Regions from separate parts of the Ovis aries genome. Here region 2 is linked to region 1. A link is a contact called in public Hi-C data. All regions are on one chromosome and are shown on one strand. Each heading gives the region's core, a stretch centred on a gene start, on an enhancer-like site or on the middle of the called end of the contact. The rest is flanking DNA. Distances are from core to core; before and after follow the strand shown.

Evidence for each region. Hi-C and Micro-C count contacts between places; a contact is called where the count stands out from the background.
Region 2: a Hi-C map of hypothalamus shows a contact between it and region 1, with 5 times the contacts expected there. The contact joins the promoter of SOX4 here to the enhancer-like site in region 1. A contact is called at or near these places in 3 of 16 Hi-C or Micro-C datasets (hypothalamus, omental adipose tissue and skin fibroblasts).

The regions. Positions count from the first base shown.
Region 1 is chr20:35,328,558-35,334,834 of ARS-UI_Ramb_v3.0, forward strand. No RefSeq gene overlaps it. Among named protein-coding and RNA genes, the nearest start is that of HDGFL1, 390 kb to the left of the region's middle. Within about 2 kb of position 2,769, at least 12 of the 54 cell types and tissues checked have an H3K27ac peak or open chromatin away from gene starts, as enhancers often do. A contact at or near this core is called in hypothalamus, where this site is marked.
Region 2 is chr20:35,783,293-35,789,292 of ARS-UI_Ramb_v3.0, forward strand. It overlaps SOX4 (SRY-box transcription factor 4), which reads right to left and starts at 2,706. Exons shown (of 1, transcript XM_027959226.3): 1 at 1-2,706. The coding sequence starts at 1,923. The coding sequence ends at 466.

The DNA of each region.
Region 1 (6,277 bases), core at 1,519-4,018:
CTCACTCTGGCGGTTCTTTGGTGGGGGAGAACCAGAGGGTCAAGGAACAAGACGGACACAAAAATCTGTATTTTGCACTCTTCCTTTGCACTTGAGAAAGAAAAGCGGGGCCGAACCATCTGTATAATACTAAACCAAATCTCTTTAATTCCAGTCAGCTTTTATCATTCAGTCACTGAGTCTGTGTGTGGAAAAATTCAGGCTAATTCCCCCCTAGCAACAGCCTCAGCCTATCAGAAGACTGGATGCTCCGTGCAGCTGCCAGCCAGAGAGAATAACTCTAAGTAGGTCAGGCCTGTATTTCTAAAAATGCTACGGTCTAGTAACCCCACTGTCCCGTCTGTCTGCCCTGCCCCGTAATAACCTCAATTGCTTGGTGACACAATGACATACTACCCTGTTAGAGAGCAATCACATCATGCTACATTATTCTGCTCCGAGCCTGACTGCTGGGTGAAGGACCCTCGGAGGGGACAGCATTAATCAGGCAACCATTCACGTCCACCCGCACTTCAGTGGCGAAATGGGGACTGCATTAATGACCAGCTGTTTGAACTAACACAAACAAAATCATGTCTTCCACCCTGTTGGGTGCACAGAACACGCCATCCTGAGCCGGCAGGTTCCGCTCCTTGACGAAAGCGAAGAGGTACATTAAAACGGGCTCCGACCACGCCAGCTCCGGCACCCCCAGAGTAAATATATTTAAATTATCTGACAGGCGCGGCTCCAAAAGCTGATTGAATATGCACGGCTTTCCCGGCCACCGATTTCCCCCTAATTCACATTAAAAAGGGAAACGCAGGCCCGGGGAAAGCAATACGTAGGCGCGTTTTACCCAGGAGGCCAAAAGCTGAGGGGCTGAACTAAAATTGACTTCTCTTCGGGCAGAGAAACAAAGCAGGGCGAGGAGTAATTGTGCGGCGTGAACACAAATACAAATACGGCATGAATGCCGTGGAGGAGCGCTGAAAACAAATAAGAGTAAACATCCCCAGCCTCCCGACCAATCAGCTCCTCCCACCGGCTCTTTGTGGGGCTGGAGTCACACACAAGGCAATCTCTAAGCGCCAGAGAAAAGGGAGGGAAGTGAACGTGGCCTTCGCCTCCCCACCACTGCGGTGCCCTGACTTCCCACGGGCTTACTAACAGAAGGCTGTTTGGCTGCGAGACCGCCAAGGCTCCGGCAAGGTTTACACGGGGGCCAGCAACAAAAATCAGAACCCCACTGCAGTTGCCCAATTCTAAGATGCGATTTTTCGCATTTAATTGACCCTATTTCATCTGAACTGTAACTTTTAACTCCTCTCCACGTGAATGCACAAAAACCGAGCAAACAAAAACTCTGTGTGGATGCAGAGATACGGGGTGATTGGCAACAGCTGCTTGGGGCTATTGGAGGAAATACCGTGTATTGACTGGGAGCACGCTGATATTTGCATGCACGATTCATCTGCATTTTTAAGGGTTCATAGCTTCGTTTAATGAACATACAATATCCCCCCACCCTCCCGCACAAATGGATAATCCAGCCTTCAATTATGCAGAACCCAGCAAGTCTTAGACGTGTAATCCATCAGGATTTGATTTACAAACACAGAAAAATTCCTGACTCCATTTGCCCTGGTTTGAACTGGGTTTGATAACTTAGTTATGACTGTCTTCTTCACTCTGTGGCACACATCACACAGTTATTCTTGGAGAGGTGCAGGCGCTGACGCAACCATGAACCACTAATTACAAGCTGCTGACATTCTGCTTGTCTATGCAGCTTTGAAGTTCTAAAGTCTGTTTTTCTCTCTGATGGGCTTGCTCAGTTGCATTCTCCTTCCCTCATTGCTCCCCACCCCCCATCATCCCCTCTTTCCTTCTCTACACTGGAAGCCTTTCTGCATGTGCTGTAGGACTACCTGGAGCAAATCTCTAAGAGCAATCAGCTTCTCCAACCTGCTTTCTTTGCATTCCCTCCCTGCTCTCCACGCACAGAGATCTACAGTTTCCAAGTACAGTAATCAGGTCCCCACCCAGCCCCACCCGCAGGAATGCGCCAACAGCTGGCCAAACATAATCCAACACACAGAGCCGCCTTTGTAGAAATAGTAACAAACAGTGGAAGGGCCAGACAGGCGTCCCAGAAGAGCTCCCCATGACAACTGGGAAAGCACCTCACCCCCAGTTTTGAGCTGGGCTTGGAGCACCAGAGCCCACGCAGTGGAATCTAAAAGAAGCCTCAGGTGCCTCCCCCAACCTCACCAGAGGCTGTTCCGAGGGCACCCGCGTCTCCAGATGGCAAGGTAGATGCAGGCTTTCTCTATGTGGAGCATGACTCTGCTCTGCCACATGGCACACGCCCTCGAAATGCGACATCGTGATCCCAAATCTCATGAACAGCATCCGCACCTGAATCTAACCAGCTACCTTGAGAGCTGGTAGGACCACCTCTTCCCTACAAAAGGATTTCTTTTTTTAATTACAGGCTGATCCGGGAATTCAGAAACACGTAAATATAAGATTGCATTCATCTCCATTGTGCGCTTAGCATCTGAAGCCTGTGGTAGCCAGCTGGTCTCAAAGTCATCTGGGATACATTTATTTTGATTAAATTGATCAGATTTCTATTTACTGGATAGAATTTTTCATCATACTGAATACAGCTGTGTTTACAGGGGATCTGTCGAAGAAGAAGCAAACAAAACCCTACAGTCAGTCCGAGCGAAGCACAGAGCATTCAGAACTTCAAGGAGTTAAAGCTGAGGAGGGTTGCTTTCACATTAACAAGAAAATTCTGCATGCAGCTGCTTTGGCCATGCTCTCTAGCTAGTCAGGAAATGGGTGTTGAGCTGAAGCTGAAAATACAAGCTGCAATCAAGCCCGATCCAGCCAAGTGACAGACTTCCTGTGTAAACTGGTCAGAAATCGCCCTCTTTTCATGTCTCTACATGCATGCGCATGCATTTAAATCCATGCTGCAAGGCTGATCTTCTCCCTGGGGACACTGGTACAGTCACCTAGCCCATCAGTTTCTTCCTTGACAGCACCGGGGACATCCAGACTACAATTTACAGTTCTTCCACCCATAGATCTGGGTTATAAATTATGCCTTCCTCCCTAGAATGCGAATGCAGGGCCAGCGGCAGACAATCGAACGGCATTCCACCTCTCCTCTTTCTTCTCAGGCGCTCGCTCCCTTGCTCTGCCTTTCTCCAACTCTGCCTCGTCGGCAGGCAGGCACGCAGACACATCAGAGACCAGGTTTATCCATCTTCAGCTCCACTCTCAAGTAAAATGCCACCACATCTCGCCACGGGTCCTTCCTCCCAGACTAATCCCTGGGAGCAGCCCGAGCTGGGTGCGCCGTGGGGAAGACCAGTGGGCATTGGACGGATCAAATTCCTAACTTCTCCTGCCCCGGTCCTTGGCGTTCTTTCTATCCATCCCACCCTGGGTCTTCTCTCGCATCACCCTGTCCTCCGAGTCCCCTCGCCTGCGAGGGGACCCCGGCCAGAGCTCCACCAGCAGGTCCTTCTTCTGCGCTGCGTAGACCGATGATGCCGGGTTCCCGTGCGCCATGAAGAAGCCGAAGCCGGGAGACAGCAAGAGCAGCTCAGGTAACCAGGAGAAGCTTGGCGTGCCCACAGCGATGCAGCCCTGGAGCTGTGAGGAAAGACGGTCTGGCTTCAGAATTAAAAAAAAAAAAAAAAGAGAAAGAAAGAAACACAAAACAGCGCAGCTCAGCGCCTGCGGGGGTGGGAAAAACAGACACAAACCATAAAAAAAAAAAAAAAAAGCAAGAGTTAAAATCAAATTTCAAAAAATATATATAATACATAGATCAGAGTACTTCATGCGACTTTTATTTCTGATGTTTCTCGGGTTATTGGCCTCCCCGCCCCCTCCAAAATCTCTCCTGTCCCCGAACGCTACTGTCCATGAGTGCCGAGTCACAAAGGCTTTTGCTCCAAAGTGCTAGCAGACCCAGCATCACATGAGAAGCCACATGACAACTGGAGTCGGCTGCTGATGTGGTCAACTGTGTTGCCGAGGCAGGGGGAGTAGGAGGGAGACAGAGCTTAAGTGAGACATGCCCCTCTTGTGCTCCAGGAAGAAATTTCCTTAAAAGAACAATGAGAAAAAAAGGCATCTCTGAAGAAATGCTGGTGAATGCACCCGGACTTGCAGACATGCACACTTACATAGCCTAGAGACACCGTGGGTGCTTGGAGACATTTTGAGGATGCTGTACCTCAAACACAAGCTGGATGGCAGCAATATTATTTCCAGTTTGTATTAGTCAAAGCTTGATTCCACTTAAGTGGATTCCTGAAAAGCACACGCCATGTCTTCATAGCATGATCAGGCTTGGAAAACCAATTCTATTATCTCTCCCTGCAATCTGCATCTGAACCTGCATTCTGAATAATTTATTTTTAGACTAATAAGATGCTGGCCAAGACCGCTCCCTTTCTTGTTGGGCAGGTGGCACAGGCAATATTCACCCAAGTGGGAAAAGCTTGCCCCTTTGTAGGGAGAAGAGTCGGTTTTCATTATTTTCCAAAAATGCACTTTCTCATTTAAAGGCGTACAAACACATAATGAAGTTCTCCTGCAAGTAAGCATTAAAAACAAGCAAAATGTTTCTGCTTCGCTGAACTGACAAGCCTCATACCTTCCCTGTGGCATCTCAGGCTGGCGGATGGTGGTGATATTTTTCTGATTATGCTCGTGGCTTCAACTAGACCCCTTAAGCCATGTGGATATTGCTACTCCTCGGCAGGGTGAAAGCGAACAACTGCTTTCCAGAGCATCTCTCTGAAGAGGTGCTGTGCTGCCCAGGTACACTGTACCAGTTATATTAAGGCAGGTAGGAGAGAGATGGCCTCAGGGCCTTGTCGAATCCATCAGTCATCCCAGAATTAAATACGCTGCCTATATGCAGCATCCTCCCCACAGTGTGAAAGGTATGCCTCTTTAGAAAATTCGAGCATGCCAGCTAACTAGAACGAGAGCATCAGTAAACAGGTGGCAGGAATTGTCTACAACTTGTCTTACTCAACTGTAGGTATCAAGGTGAGCGGCCCTTCATTCATTCAAGTGCATATTATAAGCTTCCAGGTGTGTTTGTGTCAAGGATGGTCCTGGACACCGGGGAGAAGACAGGCAAGGTCTCTGCCATCCTAGAGCTCATGGCCCAGTAACAGCATGTGTCTTTTTACCTTCGAGGTCAACCATCTCCCAATCTGGATACTCCAAAGACATCTAAGGAAAAAAGCCCGTGGTTTTTCATGCCTTTCCGGCCATCAACCTGTATGAACTCTGGAGTTCTATGGATTCTTTCCTTACAAATTACGCTTGAATTTAAGGTGTCCTCTCCAGTCCTCCATTCCAGAGTCTACGCTCACACACTCACGCCTGCACAGTCCACATTCTTCTCTGTTGCCTCCTTCTTTGTTCTAGTCCATTGGGCAACTGGCCAATAAACAAACCTTAATAAACCACCATGTTCTGGATGTCCAGACCCCCTTCTCCATGTGGTCTGGGCAAACCTGTTCAAAACTGAGGATGGCTGCTTATCTCTTCAGGTGTATATGCTACCAGTAAAAACACCCTATATCTGACAGTACATCATCTATGTCAGTAGACCGCTATTCCTGAGCCTCTGAAGACATTATCCATTGAATCAGGAAAAAAATAGTAATTTTGGCTTATTTTTGTGAGTAACTAGGCCTAAAGCACGGCAAGGAAACCAAAGGCACAGGAGGCACTGCCCCTGCCCTCAGACAATGTGTAATCTATGCAACCTGTGCTCTCTTGGCACTAACCATGTACTATCTTGAATTGCTCTCTCTTCAAGGTTTATTTATTGTAATAATAATAAGCAGGTCTAAATCTGCCTACCAAATGAATGTTGGGTAAACAGTGCCCAAGAAGGTCTAAGAAGGGAAAGACGAATTCTACCTAAATCTCTGCCAAGGTCCCCAAAGAACCCTGAGATCTGCAGTGCGCTATGAAACATCTGGCCAGGGTAGGGGGCAAGGCTTGGGCCATAACAATAATAGTAACAGGAGGAGCGAAACACTAGCCCTTCATTTATGCCAGGGTCTCCTCTAAGCATTTCACATCCCTGAACACAGTTAATCCTATGAGGGACTTAGTGCTTTAATAACCTCTTTTCAATGGTACAGAAATACCCATGAGAGGTTAAATAAGCTGCCCAAGACTGCACAGCAAATAAGTGCTAACAGATCGATACATCTGGCCTCTAAGAACCACTTTTTAA
Region 2 (6,000 bases), core at 1,456-3,955, 450 kb after region 1:
ACTACCAACTCGGCTTCTGGCCGGGGGTGCAGACAAGTCCGGAAGCTCGCTGGAAGGGCTGGTGGTGGTGGTGGGGGGGTCTCTTCCAGCAAAGGGGAGGAAACTCGAAGTCGCTTTTTTCGCCATCAACAACACCACCAAGAACAACAATAAAAGGTCGCCCCTGTCTACCTCCGCCTCCGCCGCGTCCCTCCGGCCGGCGAGATGGGGGTTGGGAGCGCGGGTCCCCAGACGCCGTGGCGTTGCTCTCCGACCACCCGGACGCGGCCGAGGCCGGCCCTGCTCACTTTTTTTTTTTCTCCTTTTCCTTTTTTTTTTTTTTTTAACCCCCTCTTGTTTTCCCTTTTCTCTTGCAACTCTTTACTCTGTTCGCTTTTTTTTTTTTTTTCCTTTTTCATTTTCCTCTCTGGTTCTCCCCCCACCCCACCACCCGCCCCGTCCCTCTCTCTCCCAGCCGCGCGCCCTTCAGTAGGTGAAGACCAGGTTGGAGATGCTGGACTCCAGCCAGTCTCCCGAGATCATCTCGCTCACCTCGGGCGTGCAGTAGTCCGGGAACTCGAAGTGCGAGCCGGAGCCGGGTTCGAAGTTAAAATCCAGATCCCGGTCCAGCGCCGACGACGAGCTGAAGCTGCCCAGGGACATGCTCTCAAAGTTTGAGCTGGGGTTCAGGTCGAGCAGGTCGTCTTCGAACTCGTCGTCGGAGGACGACGAGCCCGAGGACGAGGACGAGGAGGAGGACGACGACGACGAGGAGGAGGATGAGGCCGACGAGGACGCGTGCGAGGGCGCGCTGGACGGGGCGGGCGAGGCGGCGCGCAGGCTGGCGTAGCTACGGTGGTCGGCGGGCGAGCGGCCGGCGGCCGGCGACGAGGCGGCGCTGCTGCGGCCGCTCAGGCTCGGCCCGTCGGGCGAGCAACCGGCGCCCCCTTCCTCGTACAGGCCCAGGGGGTCGCTGGGGTCGGCGCCCGCGCCCACGCCGCCGACGGGCGAGGACGACGCGCCCAGGCCGCCGAACAGGTAGACGCGCTTCACCTTCTTCTCCGCCAGGTGTTTGCCCGGGGCCGCCAGGCCGGCCGAGGCCGAGGCCGCCGCGGAGGCCGAGGCCGAGGCGCTGGGAGTCCGCGCCTTGTACAGCGAGTGGTGGTCGGCGGCCGCGGCCGCGGCGCCCAGGGGCAACAGGGCGGCGGCCCCCGCCTGCTCAGCGGCGAACGAGGACGACGACGACGACGAGGAGGAGGAGGCGGCGGCGGCCGCCGCCGCCGCCTTCCCGCCGCCGCCCGCCAGGATGAGCTTGGCATGGGGCTTGCCGACCCCGCCGCCCGCTACTTTGGAGCCGCAGCTCTTTTTCTGAGCGGGTTTGGAGTTGGCGCCGCCGCCGCTCGCGCCGCCGCCGCCTCCTCCCCCTGCGTGGCTGCCCCCGCCGCCGCCGCCCCCGTGGCCGCTGCCACCGACCTTGTCGCCCTTCTCCCCGGGCTTGGAGGCGGCGGCGGCCGCGGAGCCCGAGTTGGCGTTGCCGGACTTCACCTTCTTCCTGGGCCGGTATTTGTAGTCGGGGTAGTCAGCCATGTGCTTGAGGCGCAGCCGCTCCGCCTCCCGAATGAAAGGGATCTTGTCGCTGTCTTTGAGCAGCTTCCAGCGTTTGCCCAGCCGCTTGGAGATCTCGGCGTTGTGCATGTCGGGTGACTGCTCCATGATCTTGCGCCGCTCGATCTGCGACCACACCATAAAGGCGTTCATGGGCCGCTTGATGTGCCCACTCGGCGTCTTGCACCAGCTCGGGTCGTCGGCCTTGCCGCCCGTGGAGGCGGTGGAGCCGGGCGTGGGGGAGGAGGCGATGCCCAGCTCGAGGCCGGCGCCCGAGTCCGAGCTCTCGCCGGCGAGCAGCGCTTCCGTGTTCTCGGCGTTGTTGGTTTGCTGCACCATGGCCCCGGCTCGGCGGGCGCCCACGCGCGCTCACACCCTCGCGGCGGCCGCGGCGCGATCGCCGGGCCCTCCTGGCTCCCGGGACCAAGCGCACGCCGAGCGGGGGTACGTGCGCGGCGGTCGAGCGGGCGGCTCAACTCCTGGTCGGGGCGGAGGTGGGCGAAGAGAGAAAAGTCTCTAAAAAGATGCGAGGCGGGAGCACTCCGCCTCCTGCAGAGGAGTTATAGTTCCCAGGCTGGAGAATCTCCCTCTCTCTCGCTCTTCTCTCTCACCGCGCCGCAGTTTGCGCTGTCTTTCGGCTCTGCGTCCTGGAGACGGTGCTAAAGTGGAGAGGAGTTTCTCGAATGCTGGTTGCTGAAGCTTCCAATGCAAGTTTCTCGCCGCCTCCCAGGCAAGTCTTTTTTTTTTTTTCCTTCCCCTGAAGCAGTTGATTCCAGTTCGCGAGCGCTCTCAGAAGCTCAGGAAAGCGACATAGTCTCTATCAGTTAGTCCCTCTCTTACAATGCAGAGCAGAAAAGGCTCTGGCTCCAGGACTCTCTGTGGGCGGAATCGGCACTAAGGAGTTTGTGCAATTATTTTGTTGCAAGGTAGGACGCCAGAAAGCCTTCATGCAACAGACTGGCATGAATAAATGTATGTTTCCCCCTCCCTCCTGCAAGAAGGGAGCTGGTAATGGCAGAGTTCCTCCAGTGCAGACTCTTAAAGAGCGTGCAAGAACTAGAGACCCGGAGCGAAACAGGCCTCTTCCTCTCACACACGGTTTCCCTTGCTGCAGCTTAGAGCGGACCCCAATTCCGCCTCGCGCCTCTTTATCCTTTCCCAGTCTTGGCCGCGGCCAATCAGCCGCTGTAACCAACGCTTCCTCGTGCCAAGCCCCTCCCCCGAGCTTCCCATTGGCTTGGAACCCGATGCAATAATAATCTCCGCGTGCAATGAGAAGCTCCAAATCTGACCTCATTCCAATTTACAGAGCAAACTTTTTAAAAGGGCTAGAAGTACAGCTGAGATTTCTGCTGCCTCTTTTTTCCTTTTGCTGTGCGTGCTTGCGTGTGTGTGTGTGTGTGTGTGTGTGTGTGTGTGTGTGTGTGTGGTGTGTGAAGAGGATGTTAATGCATGAAATTATTAAGGGGAGAGACGGAAATGTATTCTAACCATTATGTTAGATAACAAGGGGCTTAGAAGGGGGGGAAGGGTGAAATACTGTAAATGGAAGCTTTCTGCTTAAAAGCCAAGTGATTATTTTTATTAGTTCTTTTCAGTATTGGAATAGAGAATCAGCCTTTATTGCAAAATCTGTTCCTCGGCTCCTTCATAAAGCCAAGGATGTAAAAGAGGGAGGGAAAGCTATGAAAATAAATCAATAGACATTGAAAACCATTAAGAAAGTGGTACCTAGACACCTGTCATCACTATTATTTTAACAATTCCAGGTACAGCACAGATGTTGATGTATTATGCTAATCCCTTCAGAGCTATTTTGGTGCTGTTTGTGAAAGGCAGAAAAGAGCATTTTGGGGGGGCAATAGTTACTTGCTCTCTTAACCAAACGGGTTAACTATAGTTATTGAATGATTTAAACTCCCCTTTGAATCCTGGATGGGCTTCCCTAGTGGTGCAGTGTGGTAAAGAATTTGCCTGATAATGTAGGAGGCAAGGGAGACTGGGTTCCATCCCTGGGCCAGGAAGATCCCCTTGGAGGAGAAAATGGCAATCCACTCCAGTATTCTTGCCTGGAAAAATCCCATGGACCGAGGAGCCTCATGGGTTACAATGCACAGGGTTGCAAAGAGCTGGACATGACTGAGCACACAGCACAGCACACACAGTCATAAATCCTGGGTTGCCCAAACAGAGGAGCTTTCCACTGGAACACAATAGGCAGTGTTCCAGAGTTAAGAGGAGAATTTCCATAGTTTTGTGTAAGATGATAATGGTGAGTAAAGGATGGGAATCAGTTTTACTTTTTAAGTATTAGTTTTCCACATTTTCAAAATTAAAGATAGCTTCACACTTCATCCTCTCTTCCCCAAACCTTCCTCCTCCTTTCCTTTTTATTTTCTCCTATATGTTCGTCACTTCAATCATATGGAATTAAAAGGCCAAAGCAAAGAGACACTGTAGAAGGCAGTGATAACTAGTAGCATAAAAGAATGGACCTTCTGAATTTATATTAGACCTGGCTGCTAGTCCTTCTTACTAGTCTTGTGACCCTGGGGATGTGACCAAGTCTCAGTTTACCTCATCAGTGATATGGGAACACTAGGAACTACTCTATGTAGTGTTTTGTGGGAGTTAAGTGAGCTTGATGTATAGTAAGCCCTCAGTGAATACTGTATTATCCTTCATGATAATTCAGATTCCAGAGACATTCCCTCTAGTAAAAGCAGCATGTTGTTCAAGAGACTAAAATTGAGGGAGGTCACTGATGTGAAAAAATCATCACAGATCATGGATGTGAACCGTCCAAGGACCACACTGGCAACCCAGTCATCCTGATGATTTGAAAAGAAGCCTCATGAAGAGCATTGTGAAGAATGTGGCAAAAAAAAGTTCCCACGTAGTCAAAATACATGTTAATTTGGCCACAGACATCTCTTGTTCTAAGGTATGAAAATTAAAATTATAATAAAGATTGGCCTTAAAACCATAAGACTGTTTTTCTATAAGCCAGTGATAAGTGGTTAGGTAGGGCTAACCTAACATAATTAAGCTTTCAGTTCTGATCAAACTAGTGCTGGGCAGCAGATTTCTACTTATCTTGTCAAACTTTTAGAGTATGTAGGCTGGGGAGAGGCCCAGGTTGTCAGATGTAGAATTTTACTGGAAAGAACACCCTTTGGCGACATCTGACTGGATCTCTAAGGATCAACAACACACAAGAATGTTTTTGTGGGGTAGAAGCAAATAATTTTTGACCAGTAGCTACCCAAGTTATATATTTTTTTCTTTTAGAAGGGGAAACAAATCTTGAAAACAAAAATCCCACAGGCACCTCTTTTGCATCTAACAAAGCTGGGTGTGTCATCATTTTATCTGGTATTCATATTATAACATAGCCCTATATGTTCTCAATCTGACATAAAAATTACTATAAGAGGTCTATTATTTATTTTTAAAATCCATAGTTTTACCAGAATAAAAAAAGAATAAATACTATGTTTGAGATTTGTAGCAACTAATAATCTGAGGGTGTGACTAAATTTGTGATGTTTCAGTCAAAGTGAGTGAATAATATAATCAGTATCATTAATTATATTTCCAAAGCCATTTGCGAGTCTTCCACTGAAGAAAAAAGTGGAAGTTAAAGCAGTCAGAATGATTTTATGTTTAAAGCACGCAGATTTTTTTTTTTTTTATGTGTGTACTAAAACATAGCCACTGGCCTATTTCTATTGTTAGGTATATTTTCTATATTTCAACAAATCTAACTGATGTCTTGCAGACATACCATGGTCACATGCTATTAAGGGAGAACAACTGCCAGTGAATCTGAGATCTGCATGGATGTAAGACATCTGAAAAGAAAAAAGTTCCTCTTAGAATTGAAGAAATATTGTATTAGTAATTTCCATTGACATAAAAGATTATTATAGTATATATGAATGCTTAGACTTCTGAAGTAGATTTGTTCTTATGTGTTAGTAGCCCTCTTAAAATGTAAGAAAACGTGTGACAAGTGGCCTTTTATTAAAGACATCTTTCTCACCAACTGGATATGTGCACATTGAAATGTATGAGGTCTCAATAGCAAATAATGAGAAAAAATTTCTGTGTTCTCATTACCTAACTTCACATGCTTTGTAACCAGTTTTTCCATTACTAACATTTTTTTCCGAAATACCAGATATTTGGTGGCCCCTACTAAATCAGTACTCAGTGTTCCCTCTGCTGGCTTTGTAGTACATGAAGTGATTCTTAATGCTACTCTCTAAGCCATATTAACAGTAAGCCAAGATAATTTTGCAAAAAAAAAAAAAAAAAAATCCTGTTTCAAAATAATAGATGAAATTTCTTTATTAGCAGATGATAGACATTCCAAATTTTGAATTAAGGTAAATATTTCCTCTTATTTTGTTT